Linked DNA regions of Sus scrofa: region 1 is linked to region 2. The links are chromatin contacts, called in public HiChIP or PLAC-seq maps. All regions are on one chromosome and are shown on one strand. The core of a region is the stretch at or near the end of the contact, and the rest is flanking DNA. Distances in the headings are between cores, read along the strand shown. Region 1 overlaps PHC2 (polyhomeotic-like protein 2). Region 2 has its middle 43 kb from the start of AZIN2.

Region 1 (3,355 bases), core at 511-3,010, 230 kb before region 2:
GAGTCCTGGCGCCTAGTCCCCATTCCGAAGACTTCTCCCTCCAGCTCCTCGATGCACTATCCTGAAGACTGTACAGCCCCACCTCTCCCTTGGCTCCTGTGCCCAGAACTTGGCACTGGGAGCTTTTCCGGTCCTGCTCCAGCACTTCCGCTCTTGACTCTGAGTTCACTGAGGTCATTCCATTCCCAGGGAATAGACTCTTAGACACACAGTGGGGAATGGACCTCCACATCTCCAGGGAGCCAGGCAGCCCATGTGACCCCACCCAGACCCACTCTGGCCTCTCTTTACTCTGTCCCTTGTCCCACTCAACTGCCCCAGCTAGAGCCTGGCAGCCTGGCCACCATCCCCTCAAAGTCAGGCGTGTGAGTTCAGAGGAGCTGACACCACATGCCCCCACAGATGCTGAGCTAGACTCGCAGGGGTGGGAGTGAAATGCAGAGACCCTCAGTCACCTGCACCCCCATGGAAAGAAATGCAGAGACAAGTATAGCTCTGGGCATTCTGGTTCCTCTACCACTGTTGTCTCTGCGTGTGTGTGCGTGTGCACATACACACACCCCAACATACACACAGAGCCCAATCTAAAAATGACCCTAAGAATATTGCTAATTTGGTCCCTTCTGGCAGAGAGTCCTGTTCTGACCCAAACCTGGCATCGGGAGTCACTCAGATCTAGAATATGGTCCCAGGGCATCTGTTTCAGCCCAGCGGCCCTGCTCCCTGGGATGCTGCCGAGAGGGACTTGAGCGTGTCCTGTGATCGTTGGTCCCTCTGGGGGGAGTTCCACACAGAGGCTGCTGAAGTAAACCTGACCTGGGTGCACTCCCAGAACGGCCCCCAACCCCTGCCCCTTCACCGCCCAGCCTGGTTCAGGACACTACAAGCCGCCTGAGATTTTCAGGAGAGCCCATGGACTCTTCCCCTCTCATGCCTCCCCACTTTCCCGTTTGCTCCCCGGCTAAACTGTCGTGTCCTGTGGCTGAGCCCACATTGGGCAGGTAAAAGGCGCCTCGTTTCCTGTGATTCCAGGCCCAGCCAGGTAACCTGGTGCAGGTAGCTAGGAGCCTAGGCGGCACTGTTCCTTTGTCCCCTCAGCTCATCTTCACGCCCACGGCCACCGTCGCTACTGTGCAGCCTGAGCTCGGCACTGGCTCCCCCGCCCGGCCCCCCACCCCTGCCCAGGTGAGGATTCCATGCTTGTGGGAGGGCAGGGGGGTGGGCGCCCCCACAGAGGGGCACTGACACGGGGTATGGGCCCGAGCCCTGGAAGAGCTTTGCATCTCTGGAAAGACTGGGACCTTCGAGGAAAGCAGGTGGGAGACAGGATGTCCTAAAGCTCCTAGACTTGCTCCTCATTCCCCGCTGAGAAGGCCTCGGCCACCCCTGACGCAGGAGTCAGCAGCCTGCTGAGGCACGCGTGCCTGCTAATAATGAGTGATCGTCACTACCTTTTACCTTACACCCTCCCCAGGGTAGCCTCCGTGGCTGTTGTCTTTAAGAGGAAAATTCCACTCTGATTAGCACGTGCTAGCAGCTCTAGGAAACAGGAAAAATGACATGGAAGAGAGAGCCAAAGATGAGCCTTGGGCCCCCACCTTCTGCTGGGAGCCCACAGACACTGCTGTGGCCGTAAAGATGCAGTGGGCGGTGGGGGAGAGGAACTGTCCCCAGCTGCACTGTGGGGACCCACAGGGTGAAGACGGTCAGGTTTGTCAAAGGCGCGTCTGGCACAGCCTCCATGTGTCCAGCAGAGGGCACCAGGGACCGGGCTGAATAAGCATGTTCCTCCTGCTGTAAACCTGATCCTGAGGACGGGATAATCCTTCGCCCGGGGACCTCACTGTTCAATTAACTTTCACTTTTGCCCTGGCCTTTTCCAGTGTGGGAAGCCCCAGGCCTCGCTCTATCTGGGAATTCTTGCTAAGTGGTATGCAGCCCTTCCTGGTAGTACGGGGGAGGAGGGGAGGAAAGAAGGGAGAGCGAGCCTAACTTCCCTGCCCGGGCCTGCCCCCACTTGGGGCAGACATCCCTGCTCAGAATTTAATTTCTCCTGCTGATGAATCCAGTCCAACTTGTACTCCTTCTGTCCCCTTTAGAAACTCTGCCTGCTCCTGGTTCCTCTTTCAGCCCCTAGCTCATTCTCTCTCTTTCTGATTTTACACCCCACTGCCCTGTACGGCCATTCCTGGATCCATCCCAGCTCCTTCCCTGCATGGACTGTGTGTTGGCATCACTCCTACCCACATTCTCTGGACTCCTATAGACCCCTCTTTTCCAGGTACAGAACTTGACCCTCCGAACACAGCAGACACCAACTGCAGCAGCCTCGGGCCCTACCCCCACCCAGCCCGTCCTGCCCAGCTTGGCCCTGAAACCCACGCCAGGTGGTAGCCAGCCTCTGCCTACCCCATCCCAGGGCAGAAACACTGCTCAGGGTTCCCCTGCAGGTGCCAAGCCTGGCATAAGTGACAGTGTGATGGAGCCAGTCAAGAAGGGAGATGGCAACGGCAGTGTGCCAGGGAGCTTGGAGGGCCGGGCTGGGCTCAGCCGGGTGGTGCCCGCTGTGGCTACCCACCCCCTCATTGCACCAGGTAAGGGCTCCAGGAGGAAGGATCCTATCCCAGAAAACGCCATAGGACTGTGCGTCGGGGGAAACTGAAAATTTCCTTTTTCCCACAGACATGCTAAGATGTCAGCCATGTGTTTCTCACTCCCCTTTACCCTCCTGAGATGCTCATCAGCTCCAGATTCTGTTTCGTGCATCTAGTCTAGCTTTAAAGAAGGAAGCCACCTCAGTGGAATAAATGAGACCTTCCTCTCTAGGGGCACCATGGTGATTCAATCATCGCTCTTGGCCTTGAGAGTGGAGGGTGGAGGTTGGCAGTTGGACTTTTTTTTTTTAGGCATATGGAACTTCCCAGACTAGGGGTCGAATCGAGCTACAGCTGCAAGCCTATGCCACAGCCATAGCAACTTGGGATCTGAGCTGGGTCTGCCACGTACACCATAGCTCACGGCAATGCCAGATCCTTAGCCCACTGATCGAGGCTAGAGATCAAACCCACGTCCTCATGGATCCTAGTCAGGTTCGTTAGCCACTGAGCCATGAATGGAACTCTGGCAGTTGGACTATTTTAAAATCCTCTAAGAATCAGCAAAAAGGGCAGGGGCTAGCCAGAGGCATATAAGATCTTACCCCCAGGGAGAGGAGGAAGTGAGAAGTTTATTTTCTCATCACTGGACAGACATTTGTTGACTAATATTTACCAGGTATGTGGCCAGTTCCGGGTGTGCTGAGATCAGTAAGATGTGGGCCCTGGCCTCCAAGGAGGGCACAGCCTGGGGCAACAGA
Region 2 (3,439 bases), core at 744-3,243:
AACCCATCACTTCCAATTCCATTCATTAGAATGGAATCAATAAGCCCAGGTCATACTCAAGGCGAGAGAATCATATCAGGGAGTGAATACTGGAGTTTGCGATCACTGGGGACATCTTAGATACTGCCTGCCACAACTTCTTCACTATCTCCATAAGGTGCAAAGCTGATCTCCTAAAATAGTCACCTAAAGTGCAATGCTGGGCTCTGCTCTCCCCTTCTCAGAAACTTCTGTTGACTTGCTGATACCAGGACAGAACCCTTCCTGGTATGCCTCAATTGCTACTTCATTCTCATCTTCATCCTGTACTCCAGTTTCTAAGAAAGAGCTCTGAATTATCACCCTACTATCCCACTTCCCTGGTTTGGAAGGAATGCATCCCTCAATTTCCCCAGACTTTTCTACCTGGCCAATGCCTACTCATCCATTAAGGTTTCTACTTCCATTCACTGCTTCTGCCAAGTCCATCCTAACTCTGGAGGCAGTTATGTCTATCTCCAATCAGATTTCCCCTGGCACCCTGTGCTTTTCACTAGCACACCACTTACCACACCAAGTCCTAAGTCATAACCTGGATCCCTCACAGGATCTCAGATTGAACATTTTCAGAAGTTTATTTTTCCTGATTTTATATAAATGAGATTTAGCAGGAGAAAGGTCTTGCAGCCTCACTGTCTTCATTGAAGATGTACAGAACAAGTTCTAGAACCTCACCATCTTAATTGTAGTTATTAAAATACCCAGAGAGGAGTTCCCATCATGGCACAGCAGAAACAAATCTGACTAGGAACCATGAGGTTTTGGGTTCTATCCCTGGCCTTGGTCAGTGGGTTAAGGATCTGGCGTTGCCATGAGCTGTGGTGTAGGTTGCAGATGTGGCTCAGATATGGCGTTGCTGTGGCTCTGGCATAGGCCAGCGGCTACAGCTCCAATTAGACCCCTAGCCTGGAAACCTCCATATGCCGAGGGTGCAGCCCTGAAAAGCAAAAACAAAAACAAACACAAACACAACAAAAAAAAACAACAAAAACTCAGAGAGCAGTCATTTGGTAATATGGTCCTACTAAATAAACACATGTGCTGCTCTAAAGGCAATTATGTTCCCCACAGGCTTCCATAAGAAGAGGGCTGTGTGATCATGACTGAGAAGCTCCTCCAGAGTAGGCAGAGATGGTTCCCAACCTGCCTCCACTAGTGACTATCCATTGTAGGCAAGTTACTTCATATCTAAGCCTCAGTCTCCTAATTTATAATTGGAAATAACTTAAGTGGTTCCTATGGTGACCAGACGTCGGTTGCGTTTTACGCACTTTAAATATATTAATTTATTTAATCCTTAGAATTAGGGTATGAGGTAGGTCTATTACTCCATTTCACAGATGCAGAAACTGGAGCCCAGGAAACACAGGTAATAACTGGCAGAACCAGGATTTCAACACAGGCACTGAGGGTCAGAGTCTGTGTCACAATATCCACTTCACAGGCTTGTGCGGAGTAAGAGAAAAAATGTGAGGGAAGGGCCAGGGCAGGGCAGGGCATGGCACACAGTAAATACTCTAATTTTAAAATATAAAACACCTTGGCCTCCAGGTCGAGAATTCATTCAAAGCCCATGATTTTCGGCTTTCTGTGTGAACTCATCAGGTGTCTCCTCTCGGGGATGCAATGGATGAGATGAGTGGGGTGAACACTGGAGACGAGCCTCCCAAGACCCCTGCAGCTCTCTGGTCTACTCTGGGATTCTCCTCCTCTGTAAGGGGAAGCGGAAGAAGCTGGTGGGCAGAGGCCATTTCTGCTGTTCCTTTGGGGCTTTCAAGCGGACCAGGGACCCAGACATCCTCTTACCCACGGCCTGCGTCCTAGGATAACCCCTTGCCCTTGGGGGCCCGCCCCCGGCGAAGGTTCGGTTTTCCATTGGTGGAGGCTGCGTGTTGCGTCTGCTCGTTTTTCAACCAATGGGCTCGGCTCTCTCTTCTCGCCATTTGGTAAAGTCAGCCCTCCTCCGCTCAGGCAGAGGGCGCCAGAGCGTAGGGCTCGACGCCTAGGAGACTCGCTGACGCGGAAGTGACCTCACGCAACCGGAAACGCTCCCGCCGGGACTTGGGGGTGTGACGGGTAGTTCCGGCTGCCGGCGCGGGCAAGCTTCCGCGAAGCGGTGTCTAAAGTGCATGGTTTCCGCGCTGCATCAGCTCGGAAGCTCAGATGAGAAAAGTGAGCTCCTAGAGGCAGGGGCTCGTTCATATTCACCCAGCGAGAACGACTCCCGAGACCAGCACGCTTCCCAAACGACTCCTCGGAGCAGAGGGATGGCCTTGGGAGTGGTTTGCTCTGCCTGAGGAGTCCCTGATGCAAGTGTCACAGGGATAGCTCCGTTCCGGAGATGGGGAAGACCAACCCAGAGAGAGGCAAGGAATTGCGGGGTAGGGATTCCAGAGTTAGCAGAGGAGTTCCCGTTCTGGCGCAGTGGTTAACGAATCCGACTAGGAACCATGAGGTTGCGGGTTCGATCCCTGCCCTTGCTCAGTGGGTTAAGGATCCGGCGTTGCCTTGAGCTGTGGTGTAGGTCGCAGACGCGGCTCAGATTACGCGTTGCTGTGGCTCTGGTGTAGGCAGGTGGCTACAGCTCTGATTCGACCCCTAGCCTGGGAACCTCCATATGCCGAGGGAGCGGCCCGAGAACAGGCAAAAGGACAAAATAAATAAATAAAAATAAAATGCAGGACAGTCAGTTAAAGTTGAAGTTCAGGTAAATAGCAGTATTTTAGTATAAGGATATCCCTGATAGTGCATGGGTCATACGTTTACTGGAAAAGGAGCCGTCATTTTTCTGAATTCAGATTTAACTGGGCATCCTGTATTTTATATGACAGTCCTACCCCAAAATCAAGAGCAGGGTTATTGAGACATCCTATATGCCCGCCTCCTAGCTAAGGTTCACTGGTTTGTGGACCCACGCTCCTCTTTGGTGTAACCCTGAAGCATGCAGGCCCCTGGTCCGTCCCAGTCAGTGGTCAGCCCTTCGCAGGATCTAGGCTGCTGTTCAGGAGCTGAGGGGAAGGGGCCAGATATCCTTGCCTCAAGGTACAGGGGTACCCTCCGTCCATTCTCCAAGACTTGTTTATTCAAAAAGACATGAAGCACTTTGTGCCAAGCACAAACCCAGGCTCGAGATGACACAGGGAAGTAGGAAAAACATTCCCTCTCTTTGTGGAATTAACAGGTTTGCAGGAAGACAAGTAGAAAAATTCACAACACATTGTGATCGACAAGTTCTTTAACACGGGTAAACACTTCAGCTGTGAAAGCGCAGAGAAACAATACCTAGGCATAGAGTTAGAAAAAAGGGAGACAGCCAACCTGAGGCTTGAAAGATTGATGTTATTTATTGAACATCTGTGTGTAGAGCAGTGTTTTAGGCCCTAGGAACACAGCAGTAAAC

The links. HiChIP or PLAC-seq counts read pairs in DNA pulled down with a chosen protein or histone mark.
Region 1: an H3K27ac HiChIP or PLAC-seq map of alveolar macrophages shows a contact between it and region 2. The contact joins two enhancer-like sites. A contact is called at or near these places in 1 of 47 Hi-C or Micro-C datasets (embryonic fibroblasts) and 1 of 2 datasets of contacts at active chromatin or transcription factors (alveolar macrophages).

The regions. Positions count from the first base shown.
Region 1 is chr6:89,618,411-89,621,765 of Sscrofa11.1, reverse strand. PHC2 (polyhomeotic-like protein 2) reads left to right here. Exons shown (of 15, transcript XM_021095847.1): 6 at 1,033-1,185; 7 at 2,282-2,594. All of the region lies in intron 1 of LOC110261134 (a long non-coding RNA gene), which reads right to left. Among named protein-coding and RNA genes, the nearest start is that of A3GALT2, 57 kb to the right of the region's middle. Within about 2 kb of position 1,760, at least 31 of the 83 cell types and tissues checked have an H3K27ac peak or open chromatin away from gene starts, as enhancers often do. A contact at or near this core is called in alveolar macrophages, where this site is marked.
Region 2 is chr6:89,388,350-89,391,788 of Sscrofa11.1, reverse strand. No RefSeq gene overlaps it. Among named protein-coding and RNA genes, the nearest start is that of AZIN2, 43 kb to the right of the region's middle. Within about 2 kb of position 1,993, at least 37 of the 83 cell types and tissues checked have an H3K27ac peak or open chromatin away from gene starts, as enhancers often do. A contact at or near this core is called in alveolar macrophages, where this site is marked.